Regions from separate parts of the Rattus norvegicus genome. Here all the other regions are linked to region 3. A link is a contact called in public Hi-C and HiChIP or PLAC-seq data. All regions are on one chromosome and are shown on one strand. The core of a region is the stretch at or near the end of the contact, and the rest is flanking DNA. Distances in the headings are between cores, read along the strand shown.

The links. Hi-C and Micro-C count contacts between places; a contact is called where the count stands out from the background. HiChIP or PLAC-seq counts read pairs in DNA pulled down with a chosen protein or histone mark.
Region 1: a contact with region 3 is called in a Hi-C map of the A7r5 cell line, with 4 times the contacts expected there. The contact joins two enhancer-like sites. A contact is called at or near these places in 11 of 12 Hi-C or Micro-C datasets (the A7r5 cell line, the Rat2 cell line, Schwann cells and 6 more) and 1 of 1 datasets of contacts at active chromatin or transcription factors (oligodendrocytes).
Region 2: a Hi-C map of the A7r5 cell line shows a contact between it and region 3, with 4 times the contacts expected there. The contact joins two enhancer-like sites. A contact is called at or near these places in 11 of 12 Hi-C or Micro-C datasets (the A7r5 cell line, the Rat2 cell line, Schwann cells and 6 more) and 1 of 1 datasets of contacts at active chromatin or transcription factors (oligodendrocytes).
Region 4: a contact with region 3 is called in a Hi-C map of liver, with 2.8 times the contacts expected there. The contact joins two enhancer-like sites. A contact is called at or near these places in 5 of 12 Hi-C or Micro-C datasets (the A7r5 cell line, frontal cortex, kidney and 1 more).
Region 5: a contact with region 3 is called in an H3K27ac HiChIP or PLAC-seq map of oligodendrocytes, with 9 times the contacts expected there. The contact joins two enhancer-like sites. A contact is called at or near these places in 1 of 12 Hi-C or Micro-C datasets (Schwann cells) and 1 of 1 datasets of contacts at active chromatin or transcription factors (oligodendrocytes).

What each region holds. Positions count from the first base shown.
Region 1 is chr6:104,173,802-104,176,501 of GRCr8, forward strand. The region is part of intron 7 of Rad51b (RAD51 paralog B); the gene reads left to right. Among named protein-coding and RNA genes, the nearest start is that of Atp5pdl1, 250 kb to the right of the region's middle. Within about 2 kb of position 1,395, at least 1 of the 93 cell types and tissues checked has an H3K27ac peak or open chromatin away from gene starts, as enhancers often do. A contact at or near this core is called in the A7r5 cell line, where this site is marked.
Region 2 is chr6:104,153,726-104,156,425 of GRCr8, forward strand. All of the region lies in intron 7 of Rad51b (RAD51 paralog B), which reads left to right. Among named protein-coding and RNA genes, the nearest start is that of Atp5pdl1, 280 kb to the right of the region's middle. Within about 2 kb of position 1,411, at least 31 of the 93 cell types and tissues checked have an H3K27ac peak or open chromatin away from gene starts, as enhancers often do. A contact at or near this core is called in the A7r5 cell line, kidney and prefrontal cortex, where this site is marked.
Region 3 is chr6:104,686,430-104,689,129 of GRCr8, forward strand. No RefSeq gene overlaps it. Among named protein-coding and RNA genes, the nearest start is that of Zfp36l1, 19 kb to the left of the region's middle. Within about 2 kb of position 1,387, at least 67 of the 93 cell types and tissues checked have an H3K27ac peak or open chromatin away from gene starts, as enhancers often do. A contact at or near this core is called in the A7r5 cell line, Schwann cells, kidney and 2 more, where this site is marked.
Region 4 is chr6:104,089,372-104,092,071 of GRCr8, forward strand. All of the region lies in intron 7 of Rad51b (RAD51 paralog B), which reads left to right. Among named protein-coding and RNA genes, the nearest start is that of Rad51b, 260 kb to the left of the region's middle. Within about 2 kb of position 1,435, at least 13 of the 93 cell types and tissues checked have an H3K27ac peak or open chromatin away from gene starts, as enhancers often do. A contact at or near this core is called in liver, where this site is marked.
Region 5 is chr6:104,036,813-104,039,512 of GRCr8, forward strand. All of the region lies in intron 7 of Rad51b (RAD51 paralog B), which reads left to right. Among named protein-coding and RNA genes, the nearest start is that of Rad51b, 210 kb to the left of the region's middle. Within about 2 kb of position 1,324, at least 68 of the 93 cell types and tissues checked have an H3K27ac peak or open chromatin away from gene starts, as enhancers often do. A contact at or near this core is called in Schwann cells, where this site is marked.

The sequences.
Region 1 (2,700 bases), core at 145-2,644, 510 kb before region 3:
GTGTGTGTGTGTGTGTGTGTGTGTGTTCATATGGAGTCACTCTTTGCAGCGGCCCTGTGAGGTGTGATATTATATCTGTTTTACTAATGAGGAAACTGAAGCACACGGTATCATAGTCATAGAAGTAGCATAATGAGATGAGTCAGGCCTGACCTATGGCTCAGTTCTGGTTTGTGTGAGGTCCTAGGTTCAAAGCCATTACTACGAGAGAGAGAGGGGGGGGGAGAGAGAGAGGGGGGGGGGAGAGAGAAAGAGGGGGGGGAAGGAGGGAGAGAGAGGGAGGGAGGGAGGGAGGGAGAGAGAGAGAGAGGGAGGGAGGGAGGGAGAGAGAGGGGGGGGAGGGAGGGAGAGAGAGAGAGGGAGGGAGGGAGGGAGGGAGGGAGGGAGGGAGAGAGAGAGAGAGAGAGAACATGAGCATGCACACATGCCTACTATATTACACTGCTGTGTGCCCAGCTGGCTCAAGATCAATCCTACTCTCTTAATAATCACTAGAAAGATGTTCATCATCTCCTCTAAGTTAGTACTTCATATTTTATTAATGTCGGTCTGGAGTTTTGCTCTATGCTGGGAAGTGGGCTCACGTGTAATTCAGTCATTCAGCATCCCCCGTCATCCCCCCTACCCCTGTCACCCCATCTGCATCACTTTTCACTTAGGGTTTCCCTGTCTTTCTCACTCACTCGACTCTTCTTTCCTTTCTCTTCCTTTTATCACTTAAAAAGTGAATATTTTTAAGGAGTTCAACGTGTTCTTTAAAAAAACATAAACAACCTTTTCTCTCTCTGGTTTACAAATGAATTCATAGCCAGGGATAAACAAAAGGGGTAGGTAGAGTAAGTCAGAGCAAGAGTTTGAAAGCACAGTTTGGTAGGTTCTGGTCCTCTGACATCTGCTTTTGTCCCAAGCCTATCCAGTTGCTTTTCCAAGTTTTCCCTTGTAAAACAGTCATACATTCAGATTTTCAAAATGCTCACGAGGGTATCCTGTACTGAGAGAGTGAGAAGTTTAGACCATGTTGTCGAGATGCAGTCACTTCTTTGGGATTGTTTCAAAACTGCATATCTTTTGTGGACAAAAGTTATCATATAATTTTCTCACCCAAAGTGGGGCTTTTGATGCCTGTAACAAGTTGGTGTTTAGTTACTCAGGTGCTTGCACTGTGGCCTTCCCTGTCTGCTGCAACATAATAGTCGCTGGCCGCAGATGCCATTTATGTAATCTGGGTGGCTATAGAATCTTTCTTTCTGAAAGTAATTTCTACGTCTGGGATAATGCCATTTTTCTACACCAAAAACATTAGCTCGTCTTACAGTTAATATAAGCTGAAAATTAGAGGTGCCTGGGGGAGGGAAACGAGTGCTATGGTTTCACTTTTTATGCACCAGTCACCTTGGAAGAATTAATGCCCTGTATGTGTGCCAATCAGATTGCCCCCATCATTGCTAAACATTCCATTTGCTTTATTAGAATAATAAATACTGTACCAAAAAAAAAGTTCATCTGGATCCAGGCTGTGGTCAGCTAAAGAAATGTATGCCGTACCTTACCTCTGGTTGACTTTACCTCTGGCTTGACTTGATGGAGAACGGGGAAGGAGGGATAATGGGACAGATGGATACAGATTGCCTAATGTTGAATGTGATGACTGATCTCCAGCCCTAACCTTTGGAAATTCTTGTCAGCAGTGCAGGGCCAGTGCTGGTGTCCACCTTATTTACTATTCCTGCCGTGCCCCTCTCCATGTGATGAGAGCTCGCTGCTTGAAAAGGAGTAGGATGCTTTTCTTTATCTTGCTACACGGATGTGTAGTCAACCCCCAAAATCGTACTCAAAATCCATAGTGTTTTATCTGATTTCATGGCTATGTTCTGAGCTTACACCTTCTTCCCTCTAACATCGTGATTTAAGTGCCCTTTTCATTAACTGCCACCTCATCTACTTTTTATCTCCAGCCTAGCAACATGTCAACTACATTAAGATCTCCCCAAATTAATGATTATACATCCTCAGTTCATCTCCTAGCCAAAACTACCCAGTTGCCCACGGTTATAATTACTACAGGGTATAGACCCTCAGCTTCTTTTCCTTAAGGAAAAACTATTAAACCTAATCATTCTTTGTCTACTCTGTCTCACTGGAGAAACAGACCCGATCTAAACCTGCCCTTACTGTCTTACCTGAATGCCTTTAGTACTCCCTAGGATCCATCCTAACATTTCTCTCTGAAGCAAATACCTTTTCCTTTTACCAACATTCAGTACTTCTCTTTTACTCCTCGGTAGCCATTCCTCTGGTTTCTCTGAGGCCATAGAAGTAGTTCTCACGTTGTTACTGAGGAACCTTTCGATTCCATGTATACTCAGGTTCTTCCTCATCGCAGCTGCTTACTTAACCAGTGGTTACACCTACTTTCACCCCCTCACACACTTCGTGATATTTACTCCCATCTTCTCCTTACTAATTTTCATAAAACATGTGGGAATAACTTCCATTTTCAAAATGAACTCTGCATCTTGGATTTTCCCTCTAGATACCCAAGCTAACTCCAATTGACCTTCTAACATATCTCTTCCAATCCACCCCACTTGGGCTTTTGTTTCCAGGGTTTCACCAAAGCTGTTTTGTATAGGTCACTCATGGCTGTTGGCCTTGTCAGCTCTTTTCATCTTGTATGCCACACCAGGCATACTCCCACCT
Region 2 (2,700 bases), core at 161-2,660, 530 kb before region 3:
ACCACCACCCCCTTGCCAAGCTCCTTATGTCTTTACTGCAAATCCCCAGTGTGTTTACTGACCTGTGTGCCAAAAGGAAAATTCCCAGGCCACCTCCATGCCAATGCAGTGAAAATCAGCAGCTGCCATTGCTCAACAAGGTCCTGTAAATCAATGGGTAAGAGCCCTTGCAGTGAGCGTTGGCATGTGTATGTTTATGTGAATGTGTGAGATACACGACAGTGTTTACTGCTTTGGGGAAGAACCTGGATCTTTTCAGATAAGAAAATTAGACAGACATTTTTGCCTAAATCTTTTGCGGTTGTCGTTGTTGTTGTTGTTGTTGCTGCTGCTGCTGCTGCTGCTGCTATGTTAGTGAATGAAATCCTAAGAAGTTGTATAAGAGAAATGAATGACATTAAAGAGAGAAATAGATACACAAGACCAATAAACAATGAAGTCTACCTCTTACTGACACATCATTGACAGCACACTCACAGTAAACATTATAGATGCACTGACGGGGCAGAAAGCAAAAGCAGTAAAGAAAGGTCTGGAGGTAAACCCAGCAGTGTGCTTGTTTAAATGAGAGGAGACAATGTGAAGAGGTGAGGAAATGGAGGCAGAGACATAACGAAGACAAACACGTCAGAAAGCCCATAGGCCCCGTATCATTTCTCCCTGCATCAGGGTAGCATTTCAGGCAAGAGAAGAAATGGAGGAAAAAACACTTGCCCTGCTCCGATACACTGTCTGCAGCACGTTAAGGACCCACATTCTGATGGTACCAGAATCGTATCTTCAAAAAACAAAATCGTAAAACAGAAATCAAGACCTCAATAAAACATTTGGGAGAATTTGAATAAAGGCAGCAGGGAACCAGAAAATAATTCAAATCTTCTACTGGAAAAGTGATTTTAAGTTGTGCCTGCAGTGTAACAGCTGTCAGAGAGAGAGAGAGAGAGAGAGAGAGAGAGAGAGAGAGAGAGAGAGAGAGAGGGGAAGAAGAAGAAGAAGAAGAAGAAGAAGAAGAAGAAGAAGAAGAAGAAGAAGAAGAAGAAGAAGAAGAAGAAGAAGAAGAAGAGAAGCAAGATGGTGCTGTATTTCCTGAGTTGTGAGACCAGCCTGCCCCGACAGAAGAAAAGGACCCCCACACACCGACTGACTGCCAAGCACTGTGCTAGGGGCTGTGTGTATACTTCTAATTTCAGCCTCACAGTTAAAAGTGAAGCCAGGGACTGAGAATGCTATCCACTGAGAGAAAAAAGCAGAGGGGATTTTCTGAGCCAGTTCCAGAATCATAAGGCTCAGGGGGAATTACTTTGATTTTGTCAAGTCAGAGCACACAGCCAACGGCAGCAGACATGGGATATTGTCAGAGGTAAATCACCCAGCTGGGTCTGTTCTGTCTTATTGCAAGGTCAGAGGAGCATGGCAAACCAGCCAAATGTTTTCAACCATGGAAATCCCCTAACTTTCCAACTGCTGCAGTCCCACAGCTCCGAGGCTTTACTCACAGCGTGGCTCTCTTCCAGCTTTCAAACCTCTCCAAGTTGATTAATCATTTCTTGTTCTGACTCATTCAGGCTTCTAGAAAAATAGCTAAAGGTACTAGATGGGCAGGGTGGATCAAGGAGGTCAGATAAATTGGCTTGATGTTAGTCTATACAAAAACCTAGAAGAAATTGCCAAAAGCCTTTCAGCATACCGTCCGCGGATGCTATGTATGGTTTGGGGCCAAAGGCCATTGGCTTGTTTCATGTGTTTAAAGCAGGATATTTCTGTGTGCATTAGGAAACTTGGGTATGCAAACATTCATTTCTTAATGTTAGTATAGGCTAGTCACTTAGAATTAGGATTCCCTTATCACAGCTTCTCTTTGTATCTATGCAGATGAACTTGAAACTCTTGTATAACCTGTAACACTGGCAATGTCAGACACATACACAGTGTTTATTATTTATCAGACACTGTGTGGTTTTACCAAGAAACAAGTTTATAGCACTAAAAAGGTCAATTTTGATTGTCTTAGCCAAGGCCATGCATAATGATTATATTTTTTGGTCTGGCTAATATCCCCTCACCATGAAACTTTTATTTTAAAAAATAAATTATTTTAGTTTATGATTATATTGAGTCATACTGGAAAGTCTGCTTTTTTGCTTTTGTAACACATTAATCTCTGGGCTTATTCATTGAGTTCATAGACATCTGTTAAGCACCTGAGTGTACCAGTCATCAGAGGATCACCAGTCATAACCCTAGGATGCCACCTCAGACCTGAAGACACACGGTGCAGTGCCTTTTAGCCAAGCGAACAAACACATGGACACACAGAACATGAAACAACTATTTCTGCAAAGGAAAGGAGGAGACACTTGAATTGGGGGAGTTAAGAATAAGTCGAAATTTTCAGAGCGGTAGGGTTGGAAGGAACAGGATCGTCATAGGGAATGGTTTATGTAAATGCTGAGATGTTTGAAATGGCATAGCATGCTTAAAATAAAAAAAAAAATGTGGAGCCATGGGCGGATGCTGAGTGGGTTGAGGGGAGATTGTGATGGGCCTTGGGTAGAATAGTTTAAGTTCTAGAAGAGCTCGTGGGAGTTTTAAAGAAAGACAGCAACTTGAATGGATTATGTTTCAGAAAGAATTCTGAAGATAGCATGGAGAAGGACTAAAGAGAAACAGAGGCCAGACAGAAAGCATCTGTGTGTCCCC
Region 3 (2,700 bases), core at 137-2,636:
GGTCTCGACCCACAGGTTGAGAACCATCAGCGTGGTCAGTCTTCAGTTGGTCCTGAGCCTGCCTGCCTGGTTGTCCTCCCATTGCTCACAGCCCGGGCCATACAGAACCGCACAGAGAGGCTCTGAGGGGTCATCTTCTCAGTCTGGTTCACACCTACGGTTTTGGTTCCTACCGCACCCTGACAGTCCTACTCAGAATAACTTTCAGTAAACACACAAAAGGGTTCCATTGCAGGGCTTAAGAAAACACCACCACTATACATACCCCTGTGCTAAAGTTCAAAACACCTGTGAACCTTGCCTAACTCCTAGCCCAAATCCAGATTAAAACCTATTCAATCATGGTAATCCTCTTGCAAGGAGTGACCTACCTACCCAGTAAGAAGACCAACTTCTTGATGGGCCTGACACTCATGGGTCCTCGAGATTCAGAAGGGGAGGGCGCAGCCACAAAGACTGAGAGTAGCCGAATCCCGCTGATGATGGCATGTAGGTGGGCTAGCCAGGAAGAGGCAACTTCACCGGAAACAGAGGAGGAAATTAAAGAAGGCTTCCTAATGGGGGCTGACAGAAGAGAGAATATTCTAAAATCTACAAATGATAGAACAACATGTAAGCTAGGCAGAGAGGAGGAACGGTGGGGTCTTCTGTTCCTTGGATGACATCAGAATGATTGAGAAACTGGAAATGAGCTGATCACCTATAACACTGGAGCAGTTAGTCCTTGACCCTGGGTTGGTACGACCCGAGGGCATCCACTGGAATATCACCTTGTCTCGGACCCTGACACTGGGCTGCCAGGCAACCGCCTGGTGATCACTCTGACCTACTTCAACCACCCATGACTTTAAGCTCTTTGAATATAGGGCAAAAAGAACTAGGAGGCGACTGGGACAAATCCAATCACTGACCGAAGCGCTGGCCCTGCCTGCTAATGGCTAACTGATAGCATTCCCAAACGTCCCAGGGAACGTGCCAAGACCTCCGGTTTTCTTCCCGTTCTTAGAAATTCCTTCCCATGCCCATGGCATTTCGGTTTCCAAACCTAGGTCTACTGCGGGGCTCGGTGGCCGGACCCTTGGCCGCGCCTAGAGCGGCCAGGAGCGGGTTAAGGGCGCCAAGATGGCCGGCTTGTTTTGCTCGCCGAGGCATCACGCGGAGGCTGCCCTTTGCCTCCGGGGCCGCGGTCAAGGTTCCGCCGCCCTCTCTGGCACACTGCCCCGGCCGGCCCGAGCAAGCCTCCTCCCCTGAGCCCCGGCGCCTCGCGAACCTTCCAGACCCGGACGCAGCAGAGCGGCAGAGTGGCAGTGTGGCTTGCCCGGAGCTTCAGGGCCGCTGCTGGCCCTTCCGCATCTCGGAGCGTCTGCGGCCGGGTCCGCGGATGGCGAGCCGGCTGCGGTCGGCCAGCCGGTCTTCCCCAGCCGGCCTCCCGGGGCCTTTCCCGCCGCACCGCCAGCCCAGGAGGCGCGATGGGCGTGGCAACACTGCCCTCCACTGGCCAGTGTGCCAAACAGCACATGCGGGACCACCAAAACTGCCCTGATCACCTGACACTGAGACTCAGCTTTCTAGAGAGTTCTCGAACCACGAGAGTGCACCACACTTCCCTAGGCATCCAACACTTCTGTTAGCCCGGCCCTGATTCAGAGTTTGCATTTTACGGAGTTCCAGGGTGGATACTGCTGTTGCCTGCTGGTCCTGAACCCACCAGCTTGGTTCTCTTACTTAGATGAGGGCTCGACCATCCACTCCAGTATACAAAATACCGTGCAGACAGCACAGAGGACCCTGACAAAGCTCTCCCCTATATGACACTGAGCAGAGTAATCTCACAAATCTATGGCGGCACTTGAGAAAGTTTTCAATTTTAAGCGCATAGATGTCTGCCTATGTACTTCTGTGTACCATGTGCGGGCAACACACTCTAAGGCCAGAAGAGGACTTCAGATCCCCTGAACTAGAATTACAGACGTTTGTAAGCTGTCATGTGAGTGCTGGGAATTGAACCTGGATCTTCTAAGAGTAGCCAGTGACCTTAACTGCTGAGTCATCTCTCTAGCCCCCTGAAAAAGTTTTGATACATTTATACATACGTGTGTGTGTGTGTGTGTGTGTGTGTGTGTGTGTGTGTGTGTTCACAGGTGTGCTTACATTAAATAAGGACAGTTTTCAAGACTGGTTTCCCTCCTTCCAACGTATAGATTTTGGGGACCAAACTCAGGTCATTGGGCCTGTGAATCACCTTTCCTAGCCCCAATTTGAAAAAGTTTTCAAATTTTTCTGAAGGAACACATTAAGGCACTGAGAGAAGACATAAATAGGGAACTACAGTCCCCAATTTATCATAATTTCACTGTAAGTTGGAACCTAAATAATATACATTCAGTAGGAGCCACGGTTGAATTTTTAACTCTGGGTTTTCCCCCTGGACTAGCAGTAAACACAATATTCTTTTGCAGAAAGTTCCCACAGTCGTGAGTGGAAAACAGACTGTGGTCTGTAGTGTACTGCACTGCACAGGGGTGATGTTTGATAAGTTAAGGAAGCAGGCACACTTTCCACACTACCTGGCATTTTCGGTTTATGATAGGATTGTTGGGACATGGCTTCCCTGCAAATCTAGGAGCATCTGGGAGGTATGGAAGTTGCCTTCTGGTGGAAAGTCTAAATCGGGTCTAGAAGAAGGGAGCAGGAAGGTCC
Region 4 (2,700 bases), core at 185-2,684, 600 kb before region 3:
GCCCATGTTAGCAGACTGAGGACTATTCCACCAGGAGAATAAAAGGTACTTTTACCCAACCTTCTTGTTTAGTGACATGAAAATAGTTGAAACCCTTTGCCTCCTTGATTCTTGAGTTGAGCAGATATATCTGAATGAAACCTAGGAGGACTATCTATAGTCATCCCACAGCTAGTTTTCCAATAAATAGTTGAAATGATACCACAGATGGGTTCACATAAGAACATTTCCACAGTCCAGTAACTCAAAGTTATTGTTGGAGTTTGATTTGAGGATTAGCATTTTCTATTTCTGCCAGTTTTATACAAATAATTTCTTAGTGCTACATTCTAAATCCTCATGGCTGCTCCTGTTTAGAATTATTAATGTATTCCGTTTGGCTCCTTCTTGTCCCTGTTGGGCCCTATCCTGAGCAACTAACATTCTCTCAGCTTTTGACCAGTAATTCTGACTTCCCTTGCTATTTCACATGGCTGAGTCTCCTCCCACTTCTCCCCCACCCCATACTCTAAGCCGTCCGCCCCCGCCCCCATGGTGTGGCCTCACTGAGTCACCTGACTGCACTGCTTAATTCCAGAATGCTCCTTGTTTTTCTGTTTATTCTGGTTTTTTCTTTGGCCTCTCATCGCTCCTCAGTATTAAATTCCCTTCCTGTCTATTATTCCTTCCTTCTTCTGTTTCTCAGCCCCTAGTTACTGGCTCCTTATCCTTAGACTTCCCAGCTTCTTAGCTCATGTCCTCATCTACTAAGGGATCTGATGTCCACCCACGTAGCGTGTGTTAGAAGGCCCGTGTGTTTGGAGAGACCATCTATTCACTCCTAATAGAATCCAGTTTGCAGTTTCCTTAGAAACAGGGCAGCTGCTGATCTTCAGATTACCCACGCTTCTCATACACACCCCTTTGTTGCATTAGGAGGAGCAACATTTATCTGTAAAACATGTCAGAAAAGTACCTTAATAAACGGTGTAAGTTAAAATAGCACTATTTATTATTGACAGGCACTTACTATTTTCTTTGAGAAAAAAAAAGGCCTTGAAGAGCTGACATTTTTTTTAAAGTTTTTTTTTTAATTTAATTTATTTTACTTATTCACTTTACATCCCTCTCACTGCCCCACTCCGGGTCACCCTCCCTCTACCCCCAACGCACAATTCCTTTTTCCTCTGAGCAGGTGCCTCCCTTGGGTATCCCTCCAACCCTAGCACTTCAAGTCTCTGTGAGGCTAGGCACTTTCTCCCCACTGAAGTCGGACAAGGTAGAGAAGAACATATCCCACATACAGGCAACAGCCTTTGGGACCCCCCCACACACCTGCCCAATTCCAATTTTCGGGACCCACCTGACGTTCAAGCTGCTACATGTGTGTGGGAGGCCTAGGTCAAACCTGCGCATGCTCTTTGGGTGGTGGTTGCGAGAAGAGGTGGCATTTCTTAATCTCTGATTCACACACACTTTCCTGGCGCTGTCAGAAGTCAGCCCTTAGTCCAGCATTTCAGTGCAGCTTTTACGGGGCACAGATATGAGAGTCACCTGACAACAAGTGACTCGTTTAGGATTTCAGCAAGCTAATTGCAAAGGCCTTGAGTTTCTGCCTCTTGATCCCTGCCGCATGAATACAAAAGCATGTATTACGTATTGCTTATTTCTATGAATGCCCCGGGGCATTTCCTTTGCTTTAATGAAATTGTGAAAATTATTGCCCAGTCAAGGAATTGTTAAATAGAAAACAAATAAAGTAGGCCTGAGGTACCTAGTTTATTACTGTTTTTCCATCTGACCAGTGATGGCAATTGTTGGTTCCTGGGCTTCTTGGACCTTGAACACTATACTCATGTTAGTCTACACAGTGAAGTTCCTTGAAGTCCTTGAAAAACCACAAAAACAAAATTTAAAAGTACAAAATGTTATTATTGATTAACTCACACTGACCCTTGTTTGTTTACAAAGTTCCAGGACTCTATGGGGCAGGGAATTCCCGGTGGTGAGTTTGTAAGCTTCCTGTGGGAACCAGCCTGTCTTGGCCACACACTTTAGATTTCTGACACTGTCTTTCTGTTGGGTTGAGGAGGGGCAGCAGTGTGTGGAAATGCTCTTGGTACTGCCAGCAGGCTGCTTGGGAATGAAAAGTGCATTCCAGTAGTATGTTAGGGGGAGGTTAGCTGGTCAGGAAATATAACCCTTACCAAAGGTAATGGTTCCCACTAGCATTTTCACTAACGAGTACCAGATGTGAGTAGTTAATTATTCTCAGAGCTGATAAGTACCTGTCAGCCAAGGCTAATTTTATTTTCAATAAACAGTGACCAAAGGTCCTAGCTGTTCATGTGATAGGATAGGGCCTGTTTGCACTTATCTATTAATAAATGCACAACACTCCTTCTCCTCTCGTTCTCCCTTCCCAGGGCCAGATAAAACACTTCAGACACTCAGAGTATTTGTCTCAGTAAATCAGACAAAGTAGACAAATCTGGTGATTAACTTGGTAAACAGAGAGTGGCTAAGTGTTACCTTTGGAGTTTAAGCCAATGCCAAATAAATAATATTAATCACATGGCATTTTCAATAACCTTTATGAAGTAAGACAGAGAGGATTTTCCACCCTTTTTTTTAACCACCAGATAAGTGTATCTCTTAAGTGTTTTCAGATGTCATTTTGTAGGGAGATTGTGAAAATCACTTTAAAATGAGATTTAGTCT
Region 5 (2,700 bases), core at 74-2,573, 650 kb before region 3:
ACCCCATATGTACAACAATGCCAAGCAACCAGAGCTTCCAGGGACTAAGCCACTACCTAAAGACTATACATGGACTGACCGTGGACTCTGACCTCATAGGTAGCAATGAATATCCTAGTAAGAGCACCAGTGGAAGGGGAAGCCCTGGGTCCTGCTAAGACTGAACCCCCAGTGAACTAGTCTATGGGGGGAGGGCGGCAATGGGGGGAGGGTGGGGAAGGGAACACCCATAAGGAAGGGGAAGGGGGAGCGGGATGTTTGCCCGGATACCGGGAAAGGGAATAACACTCGAAATGTATATAAGAAATACTCAAGTTAATAAAAAAAAAAAAAAAAGAAGTCCTCACAATTAAAAAAAAAAAAAAAAAGTGGGATAACAATCAGCTCCTGCTGGCATTTGAAAGGTTTTACCGAAAAGACCTTTGCGCACATGAAACAGCGTGGGGTTTCATTTACCTTTCTTGGACAACGAGCTATGCTGGCCCTGTTGCGATCTGACTCAGTGTTTCTACAGGTTCTGAGTATTTCAAAATGATGCAATAGCTCCCGGGTTCCATGATTAGTGAGCCATGGGCTGGGGGCCTGTACTATTCAAATTACCCGGCACAAGTAGATGTTTGAAAGGCGGAAGTTCTTTTCTCAGTATAGAAGAAGCGTAGTTTTTAGTGGAGGCACATCTTATAATAATAAGCATACACGGAGAGTGGCGCCTTCATTTTGGAAAAGTCTTAATGGAAGCGGAAACCCCTCCTGATGTGGGTTCAGCCTTGTTTTTCCATCCTTACCACTGAGCTGTGAGGCACTGTGAGGTAAACAGTGTCATCACATCTTCTTCCTGAAGAAGAGCAGAAGTGTTAGTACCCTTTCACTCAGCAGCGGATTGTTGAGATGCAGTGGCTTCTGATTTCTAACAAGACAATGAAGGCCTCTGTGTACAAGACAGTTTCACACTTAGATGATTCCTGTGACGGCTTTGTCCTTTGAGGCCATAGAGGTGTTTTTCCTAAGGTGGAAGAATAGCCTAGCTTCTTGGTGTACACTGACTTCACGAGTTTTGGTTGTTGTTGTTCTTAATGTTCATTTTAAATGATGAATAGCCCTTACAATTCAATAATACCGAGAGAGGAAAAGTCAGATAGTCTTACTCTCATTTTAAAGATGAGATGGATGTACAGTTAAAAGAGATTATGCAACTTTCCCAAGCGCTCATGAAAAACAGGTGACAAAGCTAAATTTTCCCACATAATGTTGGGATGAGAAATGTATCCTCACTTAGAGTATTACATCAGTGAATCATGTGCTTTGAGAAGCACTCAGGCCCACGGGAACATCGCTGAACCTTATCCCAGGCACACGAGAAAATGGTCTGAATCTAGGGCTGTTGTTCATTCACTTACACAGCATTCAGAACAAAAATCAGTCCTGTGTCAGGCCCTTGGAATCGCAGGCCATGAGGGAGTGAGAAATTGATTGTCCTCTGTTACTTCGTTTTTATCCCCTTATTTTCTCTGGTTGATGTTCTTAGATGCCAGAGGCCAGTGGCTGTTGCCAGATGACTGGGCCCTGCTGGCTCATCAAGGGGCTGGGGCTTGTTTCCATGAGAGCTGGAAGACCAGATGCAATGGAAAAAGCAGGCCGTTGTTTCTAAGTAGCTGGCAGCGTGATTCACAGCGGCCTGCAGAATGTGAATGGAATCTGACCGCTCTTGGAACCAGGCTTCCTGAGGAAAGCTAGCATGCTGGCAAGCTGAGCAGAGGCCAAGCACTTGGTTAACATGTTCATATCCGGGCTTTTAGGAGGAATCCGTGCAGTTCACCTCCAGCTCATTCGGTTTTCCAAGTAGACTAGATCTTCCTGGAAGGGGTAGTGCCTACTTTCCAGGGGTACTTGAGGATGTGATTTTTGAAGGCAAATCCCTTTTTGTGTGACGAGTAAATTAACCTTAATCATCTTGTAATCTGCCGTGGAATTTGTTGGTAGGTTGTTCTTAGGATTCCACTTCTAGACAGGCTTGATGACTCATCTGTAGTCCTAATGCAGGGATGGCTGAGGCAGGAGGGCCCAGGAGTTCAAGATAAGCCTGGCTAACACAACCAACCCTTGTCTCAGCCAGGCAAAGCAAAGCAACAGCGAACCCCTCTACTTGTACAGAAGCCCATCCTCAAAGTCATTTAAAAGGTGTAAGAAATAAAATAGACCCCAGGGTCTCTTGTGATCATATGAAAATAGAATTTGAAAAGCAGTTGTAAACTACCAATGGAATCACAGCAGCATAATAACTCATAATAATTCAGGCGTTTTCCCAGGGAGTTCGTGAAGCTAGCTCTGACTGTGACACAATAATTGTAAATAGATGATGGCTGCATTATATACATCTGTGTTTTGTAGTCATATAGTTTCTTTATGATAATGTCGCTCCCTATAGTAACAACAAAAATATGTTTATCAGACTATACATATTCATATTCATCCATAGTCTTTTCCTTGTTTATCAAGCCTTATTTCCTAATATGTTTACTGCCTTTTTTTCTGTTGTCATTTATTGTCTTTTTCTGGTTAATCACTTTGCTCATTTTTGTGGAGGGAAAAAGAATCTCTCTGTAATTGCAAATGTCTTGCCCTCCTTATGGACTAATCTGATTTGCATTATTGTGAGTCACAGTCAGAAGAGTTCTAGGCAAATGAAAATGGGTTTTACGT